2 separate regions of the Mus musculus genome follow, and region 2 is linked to region 1. A link is a contact called in public promoter capture Hi-C data. All regions are on one chromosome and are shown on one strand. Each heading gives the region's core, a stretch centred on a gene start, on an enhancer-like site or on the middle of the called end of the contact. The rest is flanking DNA. Distances are from core to core; before and after follow the strand shown. Region 1 holds the start of Calca (calcitonin/calcitonin-related polypeptide, alpha). Region 2 holds the start of 1700003G18Rik (RIKEN cDNA 1700003G18 gene).

Region 1 (6,876 bases), core at 1,145-3,644:
GGTTGGCTCAGAGGTCTGAAGGAACACTCCACAGCCTAGGAGCAGAGCTCAAACCCACCCAGTGACACTGCCAGAAAACCAGTGCTCAACACTGCACGGGTTAAAGCCAGGAGTTTTTTCCTTAGGAAATGCTTATAGGAATCCATTTGTTTAAAAAATGATTTCTGGATCCCATATATTAGACATCTTTGCAGTTGAAAGAAGAAACAAATTCCCCAGGTGCACTTGGCACCTGAGCACACACAAAAAGCAGATTTTGTGCATCAGTCCCAAGTGGCAATGACCCAGTGGCTCACCACTGTCATCTCAGCCCTCGCCAACTTGTCTCCAACTTGTCTCATAATTGCTCACGAAAATTTAGTCCAGGTCTCAGAACTAAACTGCTGGAAGCCCAGGAAGGCCACTTCTGGGTGTCTGCCTCCAGGGATTCCTGTGCCTGGGAATCCTAAATCCAGTGGCGATAAAATTCTTCCAGCTCTGGTTTCCAGCCTGGCACTGCCTGGCCAAGCCCATTCTCCCAGCCCTGGATGGGTCTTGTTGCTGCTCTGAGAGCAGACCCTGTGGAGAGGGATTCCTGGCACTCCTTTCCTCACATTTTTATACCTTAAAACTTCTGAGATGCCCCAGAAGTTAAGCTGGAAAGTCATTGATGGCATCCTAGAAGTTAAGTGTTCCATCATTCTGCTTTGAGGGACACATCTGGGATGTTGGTAGGACCGACAACTCGGGTTCCATGGCTCATGCCATTCAAGTCTTCTTGGAAGCTAATTTCTGCTCTGTTTAGAGAAATATGAAGCTTGCTTGGGTGTCCCCCCCCCCATGGTCCCCAGATTCTCCAATGTGTTCAACACACTGGCTAGGTCTGGACTGGCTGCTGCATGTAGCACCGCACACTCAGACCTCACCAACTGCAGAAACATGAAGCTTCTTTGTCCCCAGACAGCAAATGCCCCAGTTAGGACCTCCACCCTTGTCGGTGTTCCTGGAGCTCACTGCTCAGACAAAATGAGTGTCCAAATCAGGGGAGTGGTTGTGAGAGGGATCAAGTCAAACTAATCTGATGTGAGATGGAGATCCAAGAGCAAACATCCTGTGGGAATGTGGCATGGACTGCAGGAGGGACGTGAAGGCAGGCTTCAGACAATTTGAGAACCACTAAGGATGCTTCTGTGGGCCACAGAGACTGCTGAGTGGCTGTGCTTTCTGGAGAGGATGCCTTTTTGGAAAGAGCGGAGAGTCTCTGTGCCAGGAGAAGTGTGACTGGGAGCAAGTGTGAGGTTTAGGATGGGCAGCATCTCCGCAGCACTGTCAAGCCTGCCTGCTCTTTAGCTCTTCAGCTCAGGGATCTAAGGGTGGGGGTGAGAGGGCCTCCCACTCCACCCCCGGATCAAATACAACTGGAACATCTTGGCAAACAGCAGCAGGAAGCAAAAGGACAGCTGTGCAAATCCTTAGGCAGGCAGGCAGCCTAATGAGAAGTGATAGATAGCCAGGCAGGAGGAGAAAAAGATCTACAATGGAGACTTTGGAGGCATCTGGTTCTTCTTTGTACTTTCCCCACTACCCCTTCGTACCCCCTACCCCAAGCAGGACCCAGCTAAATACAACCCCTTCTCACACATGTGAGTGTGTTATCCAGCGCATTAGGAATGCCAAGCTGAATACAGATGATTCACACTGGAGAAAGAGAGATTTTATAGCCCAGAAAACACCAAGGTTTCTTTCTACAAGCAGGCCCTTCAAAGGGGGACTATGATACCCACTGAAAAGTTTAATATGTTGAGGTTTCATGCAGGCTTTGGGGGTCTTTTGGGGGGTGTCAGATTTTTGAGGATTTTTTTTTTCATTTTTCATTTTACCTGTGGCCACATAACCCCAAATGAGGCAGCTGCCACAAGCCTCGGGTCTAACTGAGTCCTTGTGTGCAGTACCAACACCTCTGACTATCTGCCTAAACCTGTGTGCCACGCTGCCAGAACTAGCCTTGCAGATCAAGAATTCATCCCTCAGGTGCACTAAACTATTCTAGATTAGGCACGGACTTAGGTGGGGGTGGGGGTACGATTAGAATCAGACATGCAGCAAGGAGTGCTTGAGATACTGGACTCTACTCTCCAAGATTCTGAGATTGGAGTCAGGAATATTCAAAGTCAAGAAGGAAAGAAGAGATGAAATTTATCTTGATGTCAAAAGGCCCTCCAAATTCCCGCTAATTTTAAGGGTGGCTCTCACTGATCCGTATCATCTCCCCCACTTCCACCAATGACCTCAATTTAAATTCAAATGGTGTCATCTTGCTAGATGCTCTGAGTTCTGGAAGCACAGAGGTGACGCAATCTGTCTGGGGCATGGGGCCCTTCCACCTATTGGCTGCCTGGAGCCCCGAGACCCCTCCCGACTCACCACGGCGGGAATAAGAGCAGCTGCAGGCGCTGGGAGGCACAGGAGCCACTGCCAGGATCAAGAGTCACCGCTTCGCAAGCACTGCCTGGCTCCATCAGGATCCCCGCAGGCTCAGCTCCAAGGCACCGCTCACCAGGTGAGCCCTAAAATTCCTGTTCAGGTGTGTAGTTCTACTTTTCTCTTCCTCTCCCTCTTCTCTCCCGCTCTCGCTGTTAGTCCTTGGTTTGTCTTTCCTGACAATCCCAGTCCCCGTTAGTCATTAGTCCTAGCGTGGTTCGTGTTAGATCCCGATCCAGATAGGTCCCTACAGAACTGGTCCGCAGAGCCTTCCTTCAGTTTCGCTGGAGCGCAGGCTCCAGTCTCACGTTTCTCTCTCTCTGTACACCTGATCCACCAATCTTGGGACGCTGAGCTCCTAGGCTTCACGCGCGCAGTCGGGCGTAGCTCTTCTTAGATGGTGCTTTCAGTATTCTCGTTTCCTGAGAAATTGGTCCTGAGTCCGAGCCTAGGGCCAATATGTAGCGAACAAGAGTCAGTTGCCGCAATTGCAAACCCCGATTTGGGACCCTGGGATTAACAGAGAAGTGTTTTCCACCTCAACTTTAGATTGGTTCTTGTAGGCAACTGAGTTGCCAGAGGGTGGAGCAGCTGAGCAGTGCAGCCGTCAGTTTCTCAGATTTCAAGGCAGAAAGATTCCCTCTCCATAGACTTTCTTTCTCACATTCTTAGGTGTCTGTAAAAAAACTCACAAAGAGAAGACAACTCTACACTTCCCTGTGGAGACAGATGTAGAGACAGGAGACACCTGGGATTCGTAGAATCCTTGAGACTGATCTCACCACCACCACTCCTTTACCACCACCACCACCACCACCACCACCACCCCCGACCCCCCGCACCCTCCCCCTCCTCCATCTTTAGGGCTAAGATTCTTTCCAAACCGTATAGGCTACATGCACACTGGACAATGAGGGAACAAAGATGATGAGAAATGTGGTTATCAGTATGAAGCCAAAATGTCGGGGAGTCACAGGCATAAGCACACAGAAAGCCAGGTCCATGGGCTTATAGAACCTTGAACTGATATAAATAAACAAATGAATAAATAGACATTCTTCTCTTGCAGGAAGGCATCATGGGCTTCCTGAAGTTCTCCCCTTTCCTGGTTGTCAGCATCTTGCTCCTGTACCAGGCATGCAGCCTCCAGGCAGTGCCTTTGAGGTACGTGTAAAGACAGGAGTCCTAGTGTCCTGGGACTGGCCAACTTCCTGTTAACCACAGAGTACCGAATGTTTAAAACCCAACTATCTGGTGGAAAAATATATACATGTACATAGACACACATGTAAGTTCACTATAAGCTTAAATTTCAAGTAGCCCTTTAACTAACAAAATGCTTTCACCACTTCCCCCCCATATTTAGTATCAAGAGTTAAACCTTTTTGTTCAATTCATTCCTTATGAGACATGAATTTTACTCTAATCTGCTAACTTGCCAATAAATATTACTGACTCTAATTTATAATCTGTTAATCTATTTCTCATCTACTTTACAAACTGTATTTATTAAAATGAGCCCCCAATTCAGATTCAACAGTAATTATTTTGTCATTCAATTTGCCTGCACTTATCATTTAACTTGCAAAATTCCTAAACTTATGAGGACGCTGACTCAAGCCTCTAGTGTAAGCGGCAGGCAGGGAATCAGAGACGGTGCTAGACTTGCTTCCTCTCCACAGGTCAATCTTGGAAAGCAGCCCAGGCATGGCCACTCTCAGTGAAGAAGAAGTTCGCCTGCTGGCTGCACTGGTGCAGGACTATATGCAGATGAAAGCCAGGGAGCTGGAGCAGGAGGAAGAGCAGGAGGCTGAGGGCTCTAGGTAAGGCCCCTTACCCTGCCTAGCCCATCCACAGGAAGGCGGAATCCAGAAGGTAGGAGAGAGCGCACTGTCCGCCTGGCTGCTGTTTAGCAGGACACGAGGCTCAGCTACTCTCAGGCTGAAAGAAGACAGAAGTCATCGGGTGAGACTGTAGTTAAATCACACTTAAAAAAATTTATTTCTGAAAGCACTTAAGAGAAGGCTAGGAATAACTGTAGAAATCAGTCTGCTAACATTGGGGAGACTTCCTGCAATAGTATGAGCGAAGACTGGTAAAGCCTAAAGTCTGCAGAGATGGCATTGTGGCCACAGGGCCAAGGAGAGCACCCCTCCCTATCCTTGCCTGCCTGTGTGCCCCCAGCTTAGAAACAGACCAACCCTGGTCTGGCTCCTGCATTACCCAAGGAAAAGCATGTGTTACCCTACAACCATCCCGAGAAACACCCTGCCAAGCATGAAAGATTAAAGAGCACATGGAATGTCAGAAAAGTCACCCTTCTCCTCTGCCCTTCCCCACATTCTTCTGGCCTACCACACCCCAAGCCTTCCCGATAGTGTATGTGTGAACCAACCTCCTACCAGCCCCGTCCCAGCTTCTAATCCTGTGACTGATTTAACCTGCAGACTGCCCACAGGGTCAGCCCTGGTGCATGGCACTGCCTCGCATGTCTTTTCCCTGCAGCTTGGACAGCCCCAGATCTAAGCGGTGTGGGAATCTGAGTACCTGCATGCTGGGCACGTACACACAAGACCTCAACAAGTTTCACACCTTCCCCCAAACTTCAATTGGGGTTGAAGCACCTGGCAAGAAAAGGGATGTGGCCAAGGACTTGGAGACAAACCACCAATCCCATTTTGGCAACTAAGCTCCTTCTCTCCTTTCTAGTTTCCTTCTTGCTTTCTTCCTATAACTTGATGCATGTAGTTCCTCTCTGGTTGCTCTCCAGGCTATTACTGGTTGCTTTCCTGAGGCAAAGAATGGTATCTGAAATCCCCAGTGGGTGAGGAGAAAGTCCCACAGGCTAAAAGAGAATCACCCAGGAAGATGGCAGAGAGCAAGGGCACACTCAGGAAGATGGCAGAGAGCAAGGGCAGTCATCTGGCTTCCTAGTAGAGCTTCTAGTCTTGCTTCTGGAAGTGTTGGTTGTTTGGGAAATAAAACTATTTTTTAAAAAGATTTGAACCATGGTGGTCATTGATCTAGCCCACATCTCAGACTTCATGGAGTTCAGGACCTGTGGTTAGAAGTAGTTTTTAGCCCTAAGGTTAATCAGTCGTAGTTTGGTGAGCGATGGCCATGACTCAGCTCAAGCAGTAAGAAGAGCGGCGACAAGGAACAGGTAAACACTGCTGGGACTGGATGCTCCAAACTCTGTCTTCCTTCAGGTAAGACTGGGGTGCTTTCACTTTACTAAGAAGGGCCACTTGTGTCTGACTGGGACAAGAGTCCTTGTGAATGGGCTCGGAGGTGGCATCAAAGTTTACTCTAGACTTATAAAGCCTTGCTTATTTGTATTTATATGGGCATGGTTGGCAGTTACAGCCCTGTGTTCCGTGGCCAGTAAACCCAAACCCATTTGGGTTTTTGAATACCGCTGGGAATGTCTAAGGAAAGTGATCACAGCATTTCCCCTAATGGCCTTGTGATTGTCTGTTCTGATAACCATGTTTGGGAGAAACACTTAAAGCTAATTGGTGCTTCTGAGAGCAGCAATATTCCCATCATAGTCCCATGAGGCAGACACCTCCCCAGCCTCAATGACAGCCTCTCTCTCTCTCTCTCTCTCTCTCTCTCTCTCTCTCTCTCTCTCTCTCTCTCTCTCTCTCTCTCCCCCATCCCCCTCCCACTGCCCCATCCTGAATATCAGTGTCACTGCTCAGAAGAGATCCTGCAACACTGCCACCTGTGTGACCCATCGGCTGGCAGGTCTGCTGAGCAGATCAGGAGGTGTGGTGAAGGACAACTTTGTTCCCACCAATGTGGGCTCTGAAGCCTTCGGCCGCCGCCGCAGGGACCTTCAGGCCTGAACAGATAACAGCCCCAGAATGAAGGTGACTTCCTTGTACAACTGGTAGGAAAATGAATGTCCACATATCTCAGGGATAGAAGACATACTCTGAAGGTCACTTGGCCTATGAATCAGATCCCATCTTACAGTTTTTTTTTAAACCTTCCCCTAGCCTTTCCTTCTCCCTGCCTGCCTACCCTGCCTTTCTGCTCTCTTCTGTGATGCTGTGCTCTAGGGCCAAGAGATACAGAACCCATATATTCATCACTCTAATTGTGACCATTCTACCATATGGGTTTGAAAGCCAATGACATTATCCTAGTAGTATACACTACAATGTAAGAGAAGCCATAAGTTTAAGGACTGAATTGGTTCACTACTGGATATATAACCATTGGATGGTCATTTAACTCTCACTGAGTCTCAATTTTTCCACTTTATAAACTAGGGACATCAACAGAACCTATCTCTTAATATTAACAGAAAACTAAATGGAATAATGTCAAGAGCTTGACAATTAATACCTAAACTTTGTTCTTTTTTTTTCTCCTAGGTTACACAATAAAGATAAACTCTAATTCTAT
Region 2 (6,876 bases), core at 2,299-4,798, 1.5 Mb before region 1:
TAGAGAACCTGCTTAGCATGTATGAGGTCGTGGGTTTGACTCCCCACACCCAAAACCAAACTAAACCACCACTACAACAAAAGAGTCCATCTCAACAGTGCATGAAGAGTTGCATACAGGTTAAAAATCTAATATGAAAACCTGAAAGGCTGTGACTCCAAAAATTCTCTTGAATACATGGCACAAATTAGTCACCTGACCTTACAAGGTAACGCAGTAGTGATAGGTGCACTCAAAATATTGTATGTAGTTACTTTCAGGCACATTTGTGAATGCATGAAATAGGTCAATCTTTTACCGATACTCAGACCTTATTCTCAAGATAGCTCATTATAAATATGCAAATAGGGCTGGAGAGATGGCTCAGGGATAAGAGCACTGACTGCTCTTCAGAAGGTCCTGAGTTCAAATCCCAGCAACCACATGGTGGCTCACAACCATCTGTAATGAGATCTGACTCCCTCTTCTGGAGTGTCTGAAGACAGCTACAGTATACTTACATATAATAAATAAATAAACCTTTAAAAAATACATGCAAATATTCCCAAATTCAACAAATTCTGAAACCTGAAACACTCTTGGTTCTCAGCCTAAGGGACACTCAACATGCAACCTTCTTTAACTTACGAATAACTTCCCACTCCCAGTGGTTCTCAAACTGTGAGACTCCTTTGGGGGTGGCATATTAGATGTTTACACTATGATTCATAACAGTAGCAAAATTACAGCTATGGAAGTAGCAACAAAAAATTTTATGGCTGGGGACCACCACAACACAAGGAACAGAATTAAAGGGCCGCAGCATTAGGAAGGCTGAGAACCGCTGCTCTAGAGCCACTCACAGTCCAACAAGCAAACCAGTGGGCAGGGAATAAAGGGCGCTAAGGCTCAGAAACTGCATGAGCTGCCCCATGCTCTGGCCACAACCTCTGCTTCTTCCACACATACTGCATGGGGCCAAATTACAAAGCACAGTTGCAGAACTGTAGAAGGCTAAAAACACAACTATCTAAAATCCAACTTTTCCAATTTCCCATTCTCTTTCAAGAATACACTCAGGCTGGGGTTGTAGCTTATACATAAGGCCCAGGTTTCAATGACCAGCACATACATACCCAACAAGAACACAGCAGCAAACATCTTGACAACGTTTTTACCTAAGTAACTCTATTTTTACAATCTCTAATTATATTCTTTTAATGCATCGTTGTTTATTCGTTCTTCCTTTCCAAGAACAGCAAGCACATTTCCAAAATACTACACTCTGAAACACAGTGCCTAATTGTACTTGTGATTCTCCCACTCTGATAGAACAGCTTTCATTATCCACTTCTAGCAAACCAATGAAACCTTAAGAAGCCCTTTTCATTCCTCCTCCCCACAGACTGCAGTCAGGGTGTTACTCCTCATACACATATCCCACTGTACTTGAGACTATTTCTATGTCACCCTTTCCTAGCAGCGCATTCTGAGATATGATATCTATTTCTAGTATCTTCTGGTTTTGTTGCCCTCAATTATGCATCAAATCACTGAATCAGAAAACCTTGCAGCAGATACTAACACATAAACTGATAGTTGATTTTCTAAAATTACCAGGTGTATCTTGAAAATACAGATGAGCTAAACAAACAAAAACATCAAGCAAGGTAATATCCAGTTAGCAGAAAAAATAATAACCATATATAATGGAAACTGAGTTAAGAAAACCACTGTTAAGGGACACATTACTGTATATAGCATAACAACAACAACACAGTCGTCTTTATGATAGTATAGGTAAAGTCACAGGTCCCAATCTTGAAAATGCAATTATAATCACCTATAAATCAACTATCAAGACAACAGTTATAGGATTTGAAATATATCAAAGTTCACCTGGCTAAAAAGTTGTTTTATTTCTGAGTCTATCAAAGCAAGAATGTGTGACATTCTCGGAATCAACTCACAGTTGATATTGGGAGGAAAACAATGTAACAGCTCTTTTACATCTACAATCTAGATCACTAAAAAAACCTAGACAAATTCCTAACAATGCAGAATGGCGGTATTAACAATGGAAGATCTAAATTCCAGTCGCAGGGAAGACAAGGGACATGAATTAATCTCACAGACAACCAGTCATCCCTCCACTCTTTTTTAATTGATTACTAATCTTCCTCACAAGGCTAAAATTTATTCTATTATTACAATTCTGGTCCACACCCCATCTTCCAACCAAAGGAGTGTGGTTCTTAGTATTCTCTCATTAACTACAAAATAATTCAGGGAACCTTTTATGGCTCACAAAGGACTTATGAAAGATGTCAAACTGCACTAAAAGTTACAATTCTGAAGCTGACAGTGTATGAATAAGCGAGACCAGCTTTCATCTGTCTCAAAGATGACTTCCTCATGTCCCCTTCCCACCAACTTCCCCATCAATGTTTCCAAGGGATTTCATTATAGAAGAACCTAATTTTACAAGTTACCTGCAGTTTCTAAACACTATGCTAGAGCTAAGACAAATATAAGCATCCTCTTTATTAATCTTCAATTCCAGTATCTGGCATTGTAGTCAGTACTGAACAGGTTAATAAGGGACAGTTTATTATTTAAACTGATGAGCTGAAGGCATGAGAGGGCAGGAAAAAGGTATCTGACATCAAAATGCGCTTCTGGGTCTCACTCCCTCTGACCTCGCCATTATTCCATCCCCAAACTGTCTACCACAATCTTCGGCTTAATATTGGTCTCTGTTTATTAAGAATGGTGTAGTTAGGGCAGCAATTACCAGTACACTGCAAAAAAGGATTCGGGCTGGAAAATTTGTCCAAATGTGACTGAACATTTCGCGATTGCCAGAGGAGCGTTTTAGACCAATGTCAGGACTATGACATATCTATCCTGAAATGACTAAGAAATGAGCTTCACCGGTTTCCCAAAACGCAAAGACATCTCGATTAAGCTCTTTTTCCTTTTCGACCCTTCTCAGGATTTCCTTCCTCAACCCCCGTTCCTACGCAGGTCTCTGTATCTCAGCTCAGGGCCTCTTCAATCCTTCAGATTCTAGTAGGAAAAGGAAGACATCCCTCGTTGCGCCCCCTTCCTTCGGGCGCTTCTTCCTCCATCCACCCTTCCCGGCCTACCCCAGCCTTCACTAGGCCTCAACCCTCATCCATTGTTATTTACATCGTCGTCGGGGGAGGCTGAACGTTTCACCCCGTGCGGGTGAGACTCCCGGGCAGCACTCATCGTAGCTGGGATCCTGACGGGGATATGCCAAACACACTCGCAGTTCTCCTCAAACGCGACACCAGCAGCCCTCACCCAGCCGCCGGACCAAGCAGCGCCACTCCAGAACGCAGAGCCCCCTCCGGCCCTTCACCGCTACAGTCGTCACTGCTGCGGCCGCTCGTCACCCTGGAGCACACCGGGAGTTGTAGTTTTTTTGGACTCACTCTTTACTGGCCTGACTAAGCCGTCTTCAGTGACTTAAACTACATTTCCCAGGAGGCCGAGCGAAGCATCTCGCGCGGCGTGGCGGGAGAGCCCTCGGAGGCTACGCTTTCTTCGGCGTGTAGAGGGAGCTTTCCCGTGGATGGGTATGGTGGTGATCGTTGGCGGAGAGCTTCGTTGCCACAGACAGACCTAGAGTGGGTTTTCGCCTTTTTGTGTGTGTGAGGTTCTGCCCTGTTAGTAAACACATTCATCATAGTTAAACACATAGACTTAAGTGTAATGTTTGAGGCTTTTTGAATACAAGTTCTCGGCCCAAGACAAAAACCTAAAACATGGCTTCTTCCCCCAGCCTAATGTGTGGTCTCTACTGCTCACACGGGATATTCTAACGTCTTCATTCTCTTCCTTTCCTTCCTTCCTTTCTTTTCTTACTGAATAGAGTTCAGTGTGAAGCTGAAGGCTTGTTAATTGGCTGTTTTGTTTTTCGTTTTTTTTCTAAACAGCTCCACCCCTCAGGAATTGTGGACCGTTTTCCACTGGGCTTAGTGTATTCTAGATAAGAGTGACCCAACTCTCTGATCCCTTTTTAAGGTAGATATTATTTGAAACTTCATCGACTGAAGTCTGTCTGCCAAAAAAAAATCCTGTATCTTTATTATTTTTCTTGGGGTGGGGGTGGGGGGTAAGTTTCCTATATAATAAACCCCTTTAAAGTTACAATACAGTAGCAGTCTCAACCTGTTTCAACTGTCTCCTCAGTCTAGTTGCAAGAGACCACCCCCACCCCGCCCCCTTAGGATGGATACATTCGCTGCCCTTCCCATTTGCAATCTTGTTTCTAGTTCCCTTTTCCTCATTTCCCTGCTCCCTTTCCAGCCCCAACTAAGCTTCCTGCAAGATCTTGTAGTCCAGTGTTCAGATACTGAAGATAAACTTCTGTATGTTATAGCTGAATTTGCATCCACAGGTGAACCTGACATACTGTCAGGATGACTTTCTTGCCCTTACTCATTCTGAAGACTTCCAGCCTTGATTTTTAAAAAGATTTTTTTTTCAAGTATAAACAAATAGTATGACAACAGTACATGGCTAGTCTTAAGTCCCCATACCGAGTGGTCTATGAGACACCTGTCAGTGTCTGTGCTCAGCAGTTACTCTAGTTGAACTACATTTCAGATGACGATGAACCACTGATAGAACTGTGCCCAAAGTGAAACCTGACTATGCCTGTGAACCTAGTGTCTGGGAGGTGGTGAAGGAAGATAAGAAATTCAAGATCATCCTCTTCTAAGTAATGTGTGGTTTGTCAGCCGAGTCTATAGTAAGACCTCCTCTCAAAATAAAAATAAAAAATAAAAATAAAATAAAAACAGTACCCCACCCCCCGCCCCTATCCCAAACATCAGGACTTAGAGCTATGCACACAGGGAAGACAGTTTCTTAATTTATGCAGTCATAGATCCAATTCCTTTATTTTTGAAGCAGAGACTAGCTTTTAAATAAATTATATAAAAATACGGTTAGAGCTATATTTAATAAGCCTAACCAAAACAAACTAATCTCTTATTTCTGTGTTAAACCACAATAAAGGAAAAAAAAAAACCCATGAAGAAAATATTTTTAGAAGTGGTTTTTTAGTCACTAAAATTAAAATATTTTACCTACTAACTTCATGACCCTACTTAGTTTTTATTTAACTTTTATAAATGCAATTACAATGGAATTCCATCGAGGTAACAAAGTAGGATGATTATAATTCACTTCAAATAGATTTGAAAAATTGTAATAAGCACAATTTAGAACTCTTAATGTTACTGGCAAAATAAGATGGCCCAGTAGCTACTTAAAGATAGCTAAGTGACTCTAAGATGAAGAGGATTATTATTAAGGTTAGTAAATATTAAATAATTTTAACTTTAGTAATAGATAAAAGTCCAGGAAATTTTAATGTGCTTTTTATTCACCAGATTTGTGGCACATCTGGATGGCTATGTGTTCAAGTTATCATAAAACATCATGGAGCAAATCAAACCTCAGAATAACATACTGTATTATTTGAACAGACTTGACTCAGTTCATGTTCACAAAGCTAGATGTGAAGATGAAACTGTATAGTAGTAGCAATATATGATGACACAGAGACTTAGTAATACTCTCCCTTGTTAACAAGAAGTCATCGATGGAGCTATGAAATACCTTCTCTAATACAAGACCATTCCAGTTTCACTTTTTGTTTGTTTTCTAACACAGTGCCACAGGATGGTTAGTGAATGTCTTAAGTTTGTACTACCTTAGATATTCTCTGCTAATCCTTAAATTTTACCAAACACTTTCAGTGGGTACATAAGGAACATATTTTCTGCATTCAAGCAATTTAAATTTTAATTGTAACAGTTTAAGTTCAGTTTACCGATTAAGATTAACCATATACATCAAAACAATTTGCCAAAGATAGAAATGAGCAAAAGTGATTACAGAATTACAGTCTGGGGAGTGCTGAATGTCAAGGGATGGAGTCTCTAAGGATTATTTTATTCTAGATGAGTGTGTGCTTCTGAAGAAATACCTAACTCTTCAGGTACTTTTTTTAAAAAAAGATTTATTTATTTTATTTTATGAGTACACTGTAGCTGTACAGATGGTTGTGAGCTTTCATGTGGTTGCTGGGAATTGAATTTTTGGGGGGAGACCTCTGCTGGCTCTGATCAACTCTGCTCGTTCTGTCCCTGTTCATTCCAGCCCAAAGATTTATTTATATACGTACGTACATTTAGCTCCAGAAGAGGGCATCAGATCTCATTTCAGGTGGCTGTGAGCCACTGTGTGGTTGCTGGGATTTGAACTCAGGACCTTCAGAAAAGTAGTCAGTGCTCTTACCTGCTGAGCCATCTCGCCAGCCCCAGGTACATTTTTTAATAGTGAAAACATTCAAACTTCTTTCTCCTATCTTTTATTTTTCCTGATGTTTGGAAATAAGGTCTCATTAACCCAGCTTGACCTGGAATTCTACATAGCACATTGTGTCATTGAACTCATGATTTTCCTATCTCAACCCCCCCACCCCCAGTGTTGTGATTACAGATGTGTGTAGTCTTACCTGGCTTTTACCTACAACAGAACTTCTTACCCGTATTTAACTTTAACTTAGTACCTATTCACCAACTTGCCCTCTATATTTTTCTCAGTTTTCTCCTTATCCTCTGGTAAACACTCTCCACTACCATGAGGTCCACTTTTAAATAATCCCTGTGTGAATGAATGAATCACTTAGGACTTGTCTTTCTGTTTCTCAGTTATTCCTGTTGGTGCTCTCCAGTTCCGTGCATAATGGCACACATGACAGGACTCCGTTCCTTTGTAAGGCTGAATGTTGTGTATATATACTATGTCATCTGTTCATCATTGATTGATGCTTAGCTTGCTTCCATTTCTTGG

What was found. Promoter capture Hi-C pulls out the DNA fragments that hold promoters and counts their contacts.
Region 2: a contact with region 1 is called in a promoter capture Hi-C map of second pharyngeal arch cranial neural crest. The contact joins the promoter of 1700003G18Rik here to the promoter of Calca in region 1. A contact is called at or near these places in 6 of 39 promoter capture datasets (cranial neural crest, embryonic stem cells, frontonasal cranial neural crest and 3 more).

The regions. Positions count from the first base shown.
Region 1 is chr7:114,631,875-114,638,750 of GRCm38.p6, reverse strand. Calca (calcitonin/calcitonin-related polypeptide, alpha) reads left to right here and starts at 2,394. Exons shown (of 5, transcript NM_001033954.3): 1 at 2,394-2,539; 2 at 3,530-3,624; 3 at 4,143-4,283; 4 at 6,152-6,335; 5 at 6,846-6,876. The coding sequence starts at 3,539. The coding sequence ends at 6,311.
Region 2 is chr7:116,089,821-116,096,696 of GRCm38.p6, reverse strand. 1700003G18Rik (RIKEN cDNA 1700003G18 gene) reads left to right here and starts at 3,548. Exons shown (of 4, transcript NR_029433.1): 1 at 3,548-3,635. It overlaps 1110004F10Rik (RIKEN cDNA 1110004F10 gene), which reads right to left and starts at 3,317. Exons shown (of 5, transcript NM_019772.2): 1 at 3,172-3,317. The coding sequence starts at 3,234.